Regions from separate parts of the Mus musculus genome. Here region 2 is linked to region 1. A link is a contact called in public Hi-C data. All regions are on one chromosome and are shown on one strand. Each heading gives the region's core, a stretch centred on a gene start, on an enhancer-like site or on the middle of the called end of the contact. The rest is flanking DNA. Distances are from core to core; before and after follow the strand shown.

Region 1 (7,660 bases), core at 1,891-4,390:
GACAGCAGATAATTGAGGAATTAAGAAGCTTCTTCAAAGTCATCTAGCTGGCACACGATAGAACCAGTGCCTGCCCACAATTCCCAGCACTCACCCTTGTGCTCCTATTGCCCAGTGTCCTCAGTTTTCAACCTGTGGCTGTAGAGAAGGCAGGCAGGTGGGGAGTGGGCAGGTCCTACAGCTTAACTTTCTGCCCTTCACAGAAGCCCATCCTCATTTCATCTCATGTGCAATTCTGGCAGGGCAGACAGATCTCTGAGCTCCGAGGACACTGTGTTGAGGACACTGTGTTCCCCTAGCCATGAGGAGGTACTATTGTCACATTGGGCCCAAGCTTTTCATCCCTGTCATGTTGACTTAGCTCTGTATTCCATTATGTGTGGTGCTAAAGAAGCTGATAAATATGCCAGCAGCTCGGCCAAGTGTTTGGCTTCTTCTCTGTTATCTCTTTGCTCGCTAGAAGTTTTACTGTAAGTCCTGGGTACCTTTGTAGCCCTAATCTTGCTTCAGACCTAACACGTAGCAATACTTTTCTGATGAGTCTTAATGTCATTTACTGCTATCAAGGGTCTTCTTTACCTTGTGATTGAGCCTGTAACCATGGCGACTGGCCTTGGGTTTTTCTACCTGATGGCCTGTGGGATGGCATTGAGGCCAGAGAGAGCAATGCTCCGCTGCTCACTGGTCTTTTGAAAAGTGTCATATAGCATCACTGGCCTGGGCACCAGAAGCCTGCAACCTGCACTCTTTTTTTTATTAAAGAATAGGCTAGTCATAGCCGCCTTGTTTGGTTTTGCTTTGAAAAATAAATGAAACTGTTGAATTCAGAACACATAAAATTTACTGACTCCTACTGGACTTGTAGATTTGAAAGCGTAGAGAAGCATATATGGTCTCCCAAGAACAATGTGGTTTATCGGAGATACTGTTTTAATGACAAAGTCTCCTGTGGCTTGGAATAAGGTGTTCTCAAAAGTTAGCTGAACTGGAAAAAATATAAGTGACTCTTGCTTGGTGATGGAGTTTGCCTCACACAGCGTGAGAAGGTGTCTGATAGTATTTCAGGCTACTTACCAATCATTAGTGTAATGGTGCCTGGGTACTGTATGGATGGATTCTTTATATCTTTTCGTTCTAAGTTCATGGTCACTCCAGTTCCCAGATGAGACAGAGTACCACAACCCGCAGTTAACACAAAGCAGAAGGCAGGACAGAGGGAGAGTGCCCTAAGTTCATTACTGCCTTCAGATGTGACTGGAGGTTTAGATTTTTTTTTTTTTTTGTTTAGCTGTTTTCATTGTTTGACGTAAAGGGGAATGTAGTAAGAGAGCTGGCTCTTGACTTCATTCCCTACCTTACCAGGGTCTCAATTTGCTTGGGTAGCTCTACCATGACAGTCTTTACTGCTAAGTCACCTCTCCAGCCTCCTTTTACATTTTATTAAATTAATTAATTTTACTTGACACATAATATTTATACTTATTTATAGGGCACGGTATGACCATTTGACCGTGTACATAGTGTGTAATGATCAACTTGGTGTAATTAATATTTCCAGCTCTTCAAATATTGTCATTTCTGTGTCAATAGCTTCCTCTTAAAGATAAGGAGACTAAGGTCCATGGAAATTAAGAAACATGTCCAAATTTGTACAGTAATAAACTTTAAAAGAGGAATTTTAAGTCATTTGAGGTGGTCTGGCCTCCCCCCCCCCCCCCCAGGTCTTGTCCTAACAATTGTGCTGAGTGATCTGTCAGATACTGCTTCCCCGGGCCAGCCAATCACCAGAGAAAGCACCATTTTCTGCAGACCTGCCTGAGATCTACATGCCTGAGATTAAGAATAGTGAATCTCCATTTCTCTTCCTCTCTAACAACCCTCCCCTTTCCAGAGCGCATCTGGAATGCACAGGGACTTTGCAAATGCAGAGCTGTCACAGCTGGCCCCTCAGAGAGTGCTCAGGGGAAAACGCCACCATCTTCCAGGCGGGAGGGCTGGAGTCCTCTGTGGGGAGAGGAAAGGACAGGAGGTTGGGTTGAACCTCCCACTGTGGCAGTTAGAAAAGGGAGAACTGTAGGAAATCAGGCCAGTCCCCAACAGAGGTCTAGCCTGTGTCATCTCCTGCCGTGACTTGGTGTGAACTGGGGAGGACTCCCCTCACTGTGACACTCCTTGTGTATTTATTCATCTCTGTGTGTCCTCTCCAGCAGCAGCGTCCTTGTTAAGCGGATGTTCAGGCCCATGGAAGAGGAGTTTGGTCCAACACCGTCTAAGCAGATCAAAGAAGAAAACGTAAAACGAGGTATCTCTCCGTTCCGACTGGCCACTGACAGGGCTTCGGGCAGGCAGGCTGACCTGCTGTGAAGAACTCACTCCCTGTGACAGAATCATTGCTAATCCTGGTGGGCTTTTCCTCACATTGGAGGCTACAGGCTTTCTCTTGCCTTAGGGGAGCAGTTATGTATCTCCTGGCCCATCCAGCAGTGAGGTACACAGTTCAGAGGAGACTGCCTGTGTGTGTGGCTGTGCCTTCCCCATGAACCAGTGATTCGGAATTATTCCATAGACAGAAACGGTTACAATAGGTTGGGCCCGCCCATATGTGATGGTGGCCCCCAGCTTGCCATCACGAATTTTAACCTCCGTTGCTTGGTGCCTCTTCCTTCCTAACTACTTAGGGTTGGGGCAGCGTCACACTGGTGACTGGTGTGCACTTGTACATCACCTACTCAATTACAGGCTGGAGCCAGTCCAACAACTGCTTTTCAGAGCTTGTGGAACTGGCACCCACATTGCCACTAGAAATTATCTTGGGCTGTAATTAAAGATTAAGGTAAGGTTTCTGAAACTGCACAGACAGACAGAGGGCACTGTGACCTACCAGCAGTAAGGAAATCGCTGGTCCCCGTCCCCCCAAGAGGATCTCTTTGGAGAAGGATGGAGAAGTCACTGGGCTCCTTGCTTGGCACTCTGAGCCTGTACTTGGCCCTACTGGTCATTTGTCAGCTTCCCAAAACCATCATTACTGTCTGTTTTTCCTTGGCGGCCACTTGTCAGGGTGGCTGCACACGAGGCTGCCTGGGATGTTTGGTGGTTGTCTCTGCTGTGGTTGGCAGGATGGTTATTACCGTTGCCACACCACAGAACAGAGCTAATGAAAACTGACTCTCTGGCCAAGCCCTCTAAGTGTGTGGAGCCCAGCACACCCTCCAGGATAGCTGTCAGCAAGCCCAGCTGGAACTGCCCTGCCAGTCTGCCGCCGCACCCCCCCCCCCAAAAAAGAACCAACAGACTTGAGCACTTTCCAGTCCCCCCCCCCCCCCGGAGTAATATCAAAGACAATGGCTTGAACAGAGGCTATTTATAAGTAGTGCTCATTTTAATAGAATGTAATCGCAGGTTTCCCAAGGGTCAACCCAATGGAAATTGCTTTTTCCACTCTTTTTGTTGTTGAGAGCTTCTGGAAGAAATTACAGAATTTCCAGCAAATAATAGCCATCAGCTAGCTCTTCTTGAATTTAGTTTTCCTTATCTGGATGTAACTGGGCTCTGCATCCTATATTTTTCTGTATATTGTTCACATCCTCTCCGTTTATGATAGCCTTTGGGTTACTAGGTAGTTTTAATTGACGTGTAGACTCTACAGTATTGCTTCAAGGGGCTAAATGTGAAAAATTTTTGGCGACGTGGTCAGCCTTAATTGGCACTTCATTTTTATATTTGATAAAGAAAAAGAAAGCACTGCACTGCCCAAGTCTTTCTTCCTCCCTCCCGCTCTCCTCCTTCCCTATATTCTAACCGAACATTCTTTGGGCAGAATCCCTGTCAATGTGGCTTTTATAAGCACAGATTTAAGCAAGCCTTTGGGATGGAGCGGGAGGGAGGGAGAGGGAGTGTCGGGTGTGGGTCTAGCTGATTTCATTTTTCAGTTCTGCTTTTGTTTCTCTGCTGATGGTGATGGTCACTGGATTAATATCAGGATTATTGTTGAGATATAGGCTCATCAGTGTTTTGGGTTTTTTGCTTTTTTTTTTTTTTTTTTTTTTTTTTTTTGTCCTGGGCAGTTGTTTTCCTTAGTGTGGACAGATGAGGGGTTTCAGCTTTTTCTTCCCCTGGAAGGGAAGTTAAGTTATGTCTGCTGCTAGAAGACAGAAAGAGCAGTTCTCCCTCTGGGATGGCAGGACTGAGTGATGGCGGCCAGTTGATTTTCCGGGTGCTGACTTCTCAACATGATGGCACAGTAGGAGGACTCCGTGACCAGGAGAAGCAGCGCCAAGGGTGGCCATGTCTGTGGGGCCCAGCTGGTACATCTGTGCCTCCCTGAGGTCCGTCTACATCGGTCAGATCTGCGGTCTCTGCCATCCTGGCTCAGTCTGCACACTCTCCAATTCAGAACTTGTAGAGAAAGGAATAGAACACCATGGCCCAGCTTGAAGGTTCAAAAACCACAACCACTTCCTGTCAGCTTCTGTAGGTTGAAGACTGGGTCTTTATCTGTGTGCGGGGCCTAGACCGAGCCTAACACACGGATCTTATTTCACAGAACCGGCAGGCAACCCTATGTGCTAGTTCCTAGTGTCTGTCTCACAGATAATCTAGGCATGGAAGCCTAGATTACACTCAGAGCTGTGATTCGCCACATCCTAAGTTCTTCCTGGACTGTCCCCTTCCAGGCCGTTACTCGAGGTCGTCTGCCAGCCTAACCCTTCTGGTGACTTACCTTTCTAGACAACCACTCCTACGGTCTTCACAATGCCTTAAGCCCCCACTTTTGGGCACTCTCACCTCTGCAGGACCTGGCTGAAAGTATTGTCTCTTGCTTTTCCTTCATTGCTTTCTCAAGCCTGCCTGTCTCTCCTAGTGGACCACAAACTCCCTAAAGGCATAGACTGGGGTTAACTAGCTCTGTGCTGCAAGCTCAGCTCTTGGTATACACAGCTTGTGGCACCTAGGCGCCTTCAGTGGTATTCACCGAATGAGCAAATATGCAAATATAAGTTACAGGAAAGAGTGGTCATAAAGAGACCATGTGCCCCACCCGAGAAACTCAAGTATGGATACAGGCATGAGAGCATGTACATCCCAGTAGTCATTAGCCTGTTGGCAGAACAGGTGATGTCAGCCTGACGTCCCACGTGACAGGAAGCAGAGTTCAGGTGATGTCAGCCTGACATCCCACGTGACAGGAAGCAGAGAGCAGGTGATGTCAGCCTGACGTCCCACGTGACAGGAAGCAGAGAGCAGGTGATGTCAGCCTGACGTCTCACGTGATAGGAAGCAGTCCCAAGCCTTAGTTCACTCTGGTCTTTCCGTTCTCTTGCAGTGCTTTTATATGTGAGGAAGGAGAACGATGACGTCTTCGATGCTCTGATGCTGAAATCACCCACGGTGAAGGGTCTGATGGAAGCGGTAAGCCACAAGCCCAGCCCCCGTAGACGCCATGAGCCCTGCCCCGTTCACCCGGCCAGAATTTATTTAGTGCAGTGCAGCCACCAGGGTGGCTCCAGCATGAGCTTTTGAAAGAAAATGAAGAGTTGAGGTCTTTGGAAATCTCTACCTCCGGACAGGGTCTTGATGCGCATGCTCAGATACACTCTTGGTTGGTTTCAGAGTAATCATCCGAGTCAGCTGCTGCAGAGGAGGGGTAAAGTGAGGTTTTTATTTATCTGTTTGCACAAAGCCAGATTAGGTGCACATGGCTTCCAAATATACACAAACCAAAAAACTACAAAACCAATACACTATGGTAACATATTCCAATGTGAAGAGGACACGTGGGTTAAGGGGGAAGATGTGTTGTAGAACTATGGTGGCCGGAATTGATTCTCCTCTTCTCATCGCTGACCTAGAGCAGGGCTGGTAGCACAGCCGTGGGGAAACTGTTTTATTCACACACTCTTGACCCCCAGCTTCAACCATGCCATGGGTATGAGCCACGTTCTCACACTTGCCTTGGGTATGTATGGCTGTGTAGCAGAACATACGGGTTTTCTTTTTCTTTTTTCCTTCCTCCCTTCCTTCCTTGCTCTGGCCCCGTTTCTTCCCTCCCAGAAGTGGAAGGATAAGATTTATTTTATGTATGTGAGTACAATGTCACTCTCTTCAGACACATTGGAAGAGGGCATCAGATCTCATTAGAGATGGTTGTGAGCCACCATGTGGTCGCTGGGATTTGATCTCAGGACCTCTGGAAGAGCAGTCAGTGCTCTTAACTGCTGAGCCATCTCTCCAGCCTGGACATAAGGGTTTTATAGTGATAGAGACTCCAGCAGTGTCTCTTGCCACTCCTGGTAGACAGCTGGTCTGAGACAGGTTCTGATGAGGAAACATTTGGGCTCATGGCCAAACACTGCAGCTTGTGAGAGAGTTCCTATATGTAGAGCCACACCATGCGGTCACCTGCCAATCACTTTCGACTTCATTCTTTCTTACAGTCAGCAGAGTAATTGTTCATAGTATGGACACACATTTTTTTTTTCATTTATTCAGCTCACAGACTACTGGCTTTTTCCTTTTTGAGGGGGGAGGGGCTGTTGTGACTGCGCTACCGTGAACATCAAGGGGCTAGTTTGTGTTTGGGTATCTGTCTCCAGTTCTTTGGGAGTATATGGAGAGAGAAAGCAGGCCAGTGGTTGCCATGGGCTGGGGAGCAGGAGGTAGAACCTGCGTGTCCTGTGGGACTGATGGGGGTGCTTTAGAACTCGAGAAAGCAGTTGTGAAACACTGAATGTATTATGATTGCTTATCTCCAGCTCTTACTGATAAATATGAGAGTGTGGCTGCTGCAGGTTTCATGTCCCCAGGTCACCCTGAGCAGAGCAGCAGAGGGAGGGCTTGGTAGCTTCATGTCTGTCATGACCTGTGGAGGAGCATTGATTTCTGTTCCACACAAGCCAGGAAACAAATCCAGAAGTAAATGCAAGGAAGCGTATGGAATATAGCCCTCCTAATGAAACAGGATTTTTCTTATTGTTTGTTTTTTGTTTGGAGACCAAGTTTCACTATGTAGCCCCAGCCAGCTTGGAATTCATTGTGTAAACAATGATGGCCTATATAATTCAGAGCCCCACCTGCCTCTGCATCATGAGCACCAGGACTAAAGGCTTACGCCGCCTCGCCACCACCACCACCACCATCACCACCACCATCACCATCACCACCACCATCACCACCACCATCACCACCACCATCACCACCGGATTCTGATTTTATACTGATAAGGAGCAGATATTGCAAAGGGGTCTAGAAGGGACGAGCCAAGAGATTTATGTATGTATGTATGTATGTATGTATGTGTGTATGTATGTATGTATGTATTTATTTAGGTTTTTTGAGACAGACTTTCTCTGTGTAGACTTGGCTATGCAGGAACTGGTTCTGTAAACCAGGCTGACCTGGAACTTACAATAGAGATCCACTTGCCTCTGCCTCCCAACTGCTGAGATTAAAGGCGTGCTTGATTACCACCTGACTGAACCTAGATTTCTTTTTTTTTAATGACCTTGCAGTTGCTAAAGGATGAACAAATGGCCTACAAAAGTCTGTAAAATATTAAGATTTGTCGGGGTGTGGTGGCGCATGCCTTTAATCCCAGCACTCTGGGAGGCAGAGGCAGGTGGATTTCTGAGTTTGAGGCCAGCCTGGTCTACAAAGTGAGTTC
Region 2 (7,660 bases), core at 3,622-6,121, 380 kb after region 1:
GCTGCCCATCACCCAGGGACCAAGACCCACCAAGCCTTTCAGACCTTGGTGGGTTGATGACCCCCTGAAACCATGAGCCAAACCATATTCTTCTTCCCTGAAGTTGCTTCTACCACACATTTTGGCTGTAGCAACTAGAACAGTAACTAGATGCACACACCAGGGTGCGTAGCTACCTGACCAGTGTCCTAGACTGTATAGCTCAGCTCTCGACCAACAATGCTTCGCAGTAAACAAACACAGGCATCCTCTTCTGACCACCCACTGTTGGTTGGCCAGAGTTTAGCTAGTCTTGACTGGGATCAGCTGGATGCAGGTAGCTTCCCGTTATCTATAGTGCTAGAAGCAGCATATTTCTTCACAGAAAAGGAGTACTTGGTGAGAAGCCACAAGCTCCTCTCAAGCCTACTTCCATGTCTCATAATACCCTACCGGCCACAGCAAGTCCTATGGCTGGCTCAGTAGGCCAGAGCTGGAAAAGGCGACTCTTCTGTGAAGAGGTGGCTCTGGGGCATATCTCCCATGGTGCAGCACCTCCAAACCTTGAATAAAATACTCCCCACTTAAGAAAGAAAGGACCCCAAGGACCTCCAGAGATGACCAAAGGTATTTTATTTTAATTCAGCTAACCACACAGAAATACAAAATGACTTATGTAAGCCTTGTTTGCCTTCTCAGCACTCTAAGAACAGTGGTACAAATTAAATTCAAAACTTTAAAGCTAATAAAATTCAAAACAACATTAGCAGCACGCAAACGATTCTATTGTTTCATTGAATCTAAATTGCTGTTCTCAGCTTGCATAAGGCATTGACTGTTGAGGCCCAAAGTGAGTATACTATGTGTGCCAGGGGAAGACCTGCTTCCAAATTCTCTTCTCCAACTGAAACAGCACTCTTATGTCATCTGGCATGCACACCACACAAGTGCACTGTTGTATTTAGCCTGCTTCTGGATCTCTCTCATTAGATCATGACTGGAAATGAATTCCTACTTAGCCCCCCGGCTCCTACAAGCAGGATGAGTGGGAGGGGACATAAGCATGTGTTGTATTAAGGGACATCCAGAATAAATGGACCTTTTAAAAAGGTATTCCATTGAAACCTCAAAGTATTTAAAGCTCTCATTGAGAAGTCTCAGAGAAACCAACCCCTGTTTAAGGAACACTGAGACCAGAGCTATGGTTTGAATTCAGGCTTCAAAATTAAGGCACTGAAATGTGGTGGCCAGTGGGTAGTATCAGAGCTGGGGCCTTTAAAGGGTGTGACGGTGCTTTCCCTCGAAGTGTGACTGAGACCTTGAAGCAGACTTCACAGTCCACACAGTTGCCCTTCTGCCTCTGTGAGCTCACAGTTTTCTTCCTCTCAGGGATACACTGACAAGATCCCACCATGGAACGCAAAGGCAGCCAGGACACAACCAAACCTGCTGGCATTCAGGTTTGGATCTCCCAGCCTCCCAAACTATGAGACAACAACCTTCTCTTCTTCATCAATCCTCTAGTCTGAGATATTCTGCCATAGTAGCAGCATGGATTGTGACAGCGGCTTTCACACACTTCTTTGCACACAGTGGAGACACCCAGAGCCAGCCCCATCCACGATGTGCACCTGCATCTGCCCCTCCATGTCATTCTTATGGTTTCTTGTACTCACAGTTACCCACATTTCTACAATATCAAGCTTGTTCTGGGGCTCAAGCATGCCTTTGAATGACTGTTTAAAACACAGACCAAAAGCCAGGCGGCTGTGGTACACACCTTTGATCTCAGCATTTGGGAGGCAGAGGCAGGTGGATCTCTGTGAGTTTGAGGCTAGCCTGGTCTACAAAGGGAGTTCTAGGACAGTCAGGGCAACACAGAGAAACCCAGTCTCAAAAGGAAAACAAAAACAAAAGCAAAAAAAAAAAATGCCTAGAAGACAGGAGAGCCTACTTCCTCCACCCTCTTCAACCACTTGCATTCTTGGTGGGCCTTCCTGCCAGGGCACAGGAACAGACCCAACCAACAGACTCTTCCAGGAATCTCAGTCTCCAGTGACAGAATATCAGGAAGCAAAATAGTTGCTGCTGCTTCCTCTTGAAGTGAGTCCTGGAAGACTCCCCTCAGGCCCTCAGAAGCATCCCACCTCTGTCTGAGGCCACCCTTGCAGCCCATGCACTTCCCTCAACCCCAGGAAGAGTCCCATGGCTCTTTTTGTTCCTTTTTGGCTGAAGTAGCCAGAGTTGGTTTCAGAGCCCCGACTGATAAATATTCCAACGCGAGTTTCTAAACATAAACAGTCTCAAACAAGGCAATGATTACAGGAACAAATGTAACTGTGTTTGCCTTTAGGTTCCCAAAACAGAAGTGACCTCATTCCCAAATACTGTTTATACTGCATGTTCAGCGGCTGCAGCCCTGAGTTAACTCTTTCCCTGCCATTCTGCAGCCCCAGAATCTCCCCACTGCCAGGGATCAAGGTATAGCCACAGGAGGTCGCTTTCAGAATCCTCAAAACAGAGCCAAGTGCAAGTGCTACCATGTGCAGTCCTGCTCAGTAAACCTGGTCACTCTAGTACACAATGGAGTTGCCATTTTGTACACTGAAAACACAACAAAGGTGTTTCTCGAATATACTGGTAACAATATCGATAATAGTGGCAAACACCGGTGTGCCGCTATGCACGAGGCAGTGTTCTGGGGACAGACAAGTGTTAGCTTACTAGATCCTCCCAAAGGCCCTTACTGTTTTCTGCCCAATTTCCTATGTGAAGAACGAATAGAGAGATGCTAAGTAGCTTGTCCTGTTTGCTGGTAAGCAGCAGGGGGTGGGAGGGAGAAATTAAAGCCCATGAGATCCACCAATAGTTCCTGCTTCTATCCAATCCTTGTCCTGCCTTCCACATGACAAGGACATGCCAGACCAAGGTCACCACAGGCCCTGGAGAACAGAGTCCCCGCTTTTAACCCCCACATCACCTTATGGGAAGGGAGATGATCATCAGACGGCTCTCAAGGGACACAGTTCATTCCATTCTTTCCTTGTTACCAAGGGACCTAGAAAGCCATGAAGATAAAAGCAACGACAGTATGTATTTTACTTATTTTTAGACAGAGACTCCCTGGGTGCCCTGGCTAGCCCGTAACTTGTTATTTACAGGTTGGCCTCAGACTCACAGAGATCTACCTGCCTCTGGCTAGCCTGTAACTTGTCATTTACAAGCTGGCCTCAGACCCACAGAGATGGACCTGCCCCTGCTTTGCTTTCCTTATGTTTGATGTAAAGACGCTCGTTACGACACTCAGCTTCATGGTGTGCTTTGCAGATACTGTGCGAGCACACCTCAGGTGTCCATCCAGACTTGGACCCACTAGCTGGAACTATTAACTAAGTTCACTCAGAAAGATGTCATAAAGCCCTTCCTCTTGCCACATCCGAGATGCTGCTGGAAGGTTTTTCATATGTAACATGAGAATCTTTACTGCATTTATGCTCATTTCTAAAAATAGGCCTAAAGCATCCTCCAAGAAGAGAATGGGCATGTGAGTTTAAGGGAGAAAGAGCCTCACAGCTGATACTACAGCGTCACTTAGATTGATATATAGAGATATGTATAGTTCACATAGATGCTGTAACCAATTAGTATAGAAATTAAGTCAAAAGCACTTTGTACAAATCAATGAATAGATGTTTTTAGCTTAGTCTTAAGGAGCCTCAACTTAGCAAAGATGGCCTGCGTGGGGGAAAAAAAAAAAGAATAAAGACTTATTTTAAATTTTAGTTTTCTCCAGAAATAAAGTATTCAAATTAAAAACAGATGGAAGTGTCTTATTTCTTTATCCTTCCTCGAAATACCAGAAAGATTTCATACTTTAGGACTCATGAATTGCAATCCAGATACCTACACAGCAACTCAAGCCTTCAGAAGCATGCACAGAGAGAGAGAGAGAGAGAGAGAGAGAGAGAGAGAGAGAGAGAGAGAGAGAAATACAGAGAGAGACAGAGAGAGACAGAGATGGGGGAGGGACAGGGACAGGGACAGAGAGAACACGTGCATGAAAGCATACACGGACCCTTTAGTCAGATACCTGCTTTAGTTGTCTATAGTAACTAAACCAGTGTTCTCATACTGACGTACCTACAGCAGGCTAGAGCAATGGTTCAGCATTTGAGAGCACTGGCTGTTTTCCCAGAGAACCAGGATTTGATTCCCAGCACTGACACAGAAACTCACATCTCAAGTTCCAAGATATTTGATGCCGAATTTTGGCTTTCACAGGCCCCAGGCACATACATGGTACATGGAGATACATGCAAGGAAAACATCCATACGTACACTTAAAATAAAATTAAAACAAAATTAAATATCCAAGAATTTCATACCAGCCAGCAATGCAAAGACCTTCAGATGAGGGGCGCTCTTGCAGAGGGCCTAGCACCAACTGCTTGCCTAGTGAGGCCTATACTTTATTGGATGGAGTTTTTCCTCAGCTAATTTCCTTCTGTGCTCACACCCTCTGTCTTCCAGCTAGTATTCCTGGAGAGGCCAGCACAGCTCCTGTCTGAGGGGATTCTGTAGAGTCCTGCCTGACTGATTATCACAACAGATAACTCACACCCTGGCCAACAGCTAAGAAACCTCAAGGTGTAGGCTAGAAGCAAACCCATACCAACAAAATAAGAAAACTAAAGCGCAGAGGGGCTTCGAGGTCTGCGGAGGGAGCGGGGAGAAGAGGAAAGAAACAGTTGGAGAGATGTTCTCTGTGCTCAAAATAGAAATGCTGAGCACATGCAGCAGATTTCCATCTGCTAATCTGGAAAGTCACACTGCTTGGTCCTGATTCAATCAGCGAGGCTTCCTTCTCATATCCGCCAACGTGTTTCCACTGTCCCACACGCAGACAACACCTCCCATGAAGGTGCTTGGCCATTCGCTCAGGGGTGGAGCTGTAGCAACCTGCCCCCTGCCCAAACTACAGGCTCATTCCCAAGAGACTCTCTGCAAACCTTCCCAGAGGATATTCCTATGTTTTCAAAGCTTAAAAATAAAACCTAGACTCATATTGCCTTCAAAACGCATTCAAAGAGTAGGCAAGCTCTGTTTGGAATTCAGCTTTTTTTATCTCACTGTCTGAATCTTCTCTTCCAATCTTGTTCCCAATTTCAAACTCCCCTGGGGCTCTAGAGGCTACCTATGATAGGCACCAAGATTATAAATTATAAATCCATTGCCTTTCTTCAAAGAAAACAAAGCCAGCCATTTCCCATAACACCACATTTCCAAGCAGAGAGGGCTGGTGGCTTTTGGAGATTTTAATGTTTTATACTGATATATAATTTCAAAAGTATATGTGACTCCAAGTTATTCTTGGAAGAAAAGTCTTTAGAACACTCTGGGGTTCTTTGGCCTGTTGGGTTTCAGCTTTGTGGATCTGCACAAGGTCAGGACAGTGAACCAGTTTTCTTTATTCTCCTTCTTGGCTACCACCGATAAACACTGAAGTGACCCATAGAGACTCAGGTAAAAGACAAAACAGTCACAGGGTTGTCACAATCGTTCATTTTGATTTGTTTTGAACCAGGGCCCCACTAGGTAGCCCTGGTTAGCCTGGAATTTGCTTTGTCACCCAGGCTGGTCTTGAACTCACTGCCTCTACCTCCCAAATGCTGGGATTAAAAGCTGGACCTCAAGATGGCTCACTGCCTCACTTCTCCAATATGTAATTGAATACTGAATACCTGAGTTCTGGCTTTTTGTGATCTTTATTTCAATTCCTACACAGGTCTCAAACTCTCGAGCCTCGGATCCCCTGCTTTTACCTCACTGAGTGCTGGAATTATAGGTATACATCACCATGTCTAGTGTTTATGCTGTGATGGGGTTCAAACCCAGCTTATAGTGCATGTTAGGGAAGCACTCCTCCTGCTAAGCCATGCCCCAGTCCTTCTTAGGACAGCTTCAATTTATCACTGCATCCTTGTTCTGCCAGTGATGTGGCACCAGGACAAGACACCTAATGTAAGGGACCAAGCTTTCCCCCTGTAGGGCTTAGGGCATAACATGGACAACCATTTATTACACAAATAGCTCTTCCGTTATTATCCCTGCCATTTATTTAAAAAAGAGGTACATTTACTTTGAAAATTTCCCTTAAAGGGGGGAAAGGAGCATCAGGGCAAAGTTCACATGGCCTGTGGTGCATCCAAATAAGACGGCCTCATCTAAGGCCCTGCAAGCACCCAACACAAAACATGCCCATCTGTGTTCAAGCAAAATCACAACGTACAGGCTCACAGAAAGAGGGCATCTGTGCCCCAGCTCTTCAAGGATGCAGTTGGATGGCTGGATGCTGGTTCTTAATGTTATCTTTCCAAGACTCTGTCACCTTTTCAACTCTCCAAGCTCTGCCCACCTCCATAGACTGGACACTAATCCCAATAAGATCATTTCTATTCCTTCTATCTGTGTCTATTTAAATTGATTACAGTTTTAAAAGAAGATTTCCAAAGACAGAAATATTTCCATTTTGAGAAATCAAAAGACAAAATCAAGTTATCCACTTGACCCATCAAGCCACCCCAGTTAGAGTCATTCCAACTGTTGCCTGGTCCTCGCCTCAGGGAGAAGAGGGCCCACAACTCCCACCGACACTGCTAAAGGCTTGCCACCCGTGGCAAGAGATCAAACTCAAAGCAGCTATCACTAGGAGGAGATGCTGCTCAAGGGCTGTCCTCTGCTACTGCAATTGCTCCTTGTTGTGCTGTAGTGGTTCAGTATCAGCTCGCTTCAAGTGTGCATGCCCATATGCGAAACACACACACACACACACACACTCTCACACACACAATTGCCCTTACATAACCTTGGCAAAATTTCCTTTTAGAAAGGGCATTCAGGGAAGAAAACCCCATCAAGGTACCACAACTGCCTCCTGGCGAGGAGCAGACCGACAGCTTCTGAATTGTGGGAAAGCATGCAACCAAGTCAGGGCTGAACTCACACATGAGGCAGGCTATGGTGTGCGGCGTATGGTGTATGGCGTATGGTGCACACCCGCAACACACAGTGGGAGTGTAAGAGTAAAAATCTGCATGTAGCTGCAGCAGTTGATACACCTCGGCTTCTGCAGGCAGGAAGTACACAAGGAACAGAGCAGAGTAGAGAACAAAGACCTCACCGATCTCATTGGGCATTGCCTTGTTCATATTACCCAGCCTGTGCCTGCTGCCCTACTCCTTCCTTTCCTAACAATATTACTTTCCATCTGGACTCCCAGTTGCGAGAAGCCTTTTCTGCAGTCCGCGAATGCTGAGTTCTGCTGAACTGCGCCCCCCTTTCCTGTCTTGCGCTGCTGTGGGTCTTGTTAGACACAGCTGCCTTTATCTTCCAGGATTTCACTGATCTTGTGGTCCACTGTGACGGAAAGCTGGAAACATTTCAGATAAAACCAGGTGTGCACAGCTGTAATCCCAGCACTGAGGGAGTGGAGGCGAGACGATCGGCAGCTCAGGGCCATCCTCAAATACATAATGAGTTTGAGACCAGCCCTACCCTATGAATAAGCCTGCCTCGGAAGCGAAACGAACATCCAGCACTGGGGAGGCAGGAGGATATCTGTGAGTTCAGGCCAGCCCATTCTACACAGTGAGATACGAAACAGGAAGGACTACATAGAGAG

What was found. Hi-C and Micro-C count contacts between places; a contact is called where the count stands out from the background.
Region 2: a contact with region 1 is called in a Hi-C map of cerebellum, with 1.6 times the contacts expected there. The contact joins two enhancer-like sites. A contact is called at or near these places in 2 of 484 Hi-C or Micro-C datasets (cerebellum and embryonic stem cells) and 1 of 9 other capture datasets (embryonic stem cells).

The regions. Positions count from the first base shown.
Region 1 is chr15:37,342,446-37,350,105 of GRCm38.p6, forward strand. Grhl2 (grainyhead like transcription factor 2) reads left to right here. Exons shown (of 16, transcript NM_026496.4): 13 at 2,208-2,302; 14 at 5,324-5,409. Among named protein-coding and RNA genes, the nearest start is that of 4930447A16Rik, 79 kb to the right of the region's middle. Within about 2 kb of position 3,141, at least 36 of the 459 cell types and tissues checked have an H3K27ac peak or open chromatin away from gene starts, as enhancers often do. A contact at or near this core is called in cerebellum, where this site is marked.
Region 2 is chr15:37,722,125-37,729,784 of GRCm38.p6, forward strand. It overlaps a transcript of Ncald not described here. Among named protein-coding and RNA genes, the nearest start is that of Gm15942, 26 kb to the left of the region's middle. Within about 2 kb of position 4,872, at least 27 of the 459 cell types and tissues checked have an H3K27ac peak or open chromatin away from gene starts, as enhancers often do. A contact at or near this core is called in cerebellum, where this site is marked.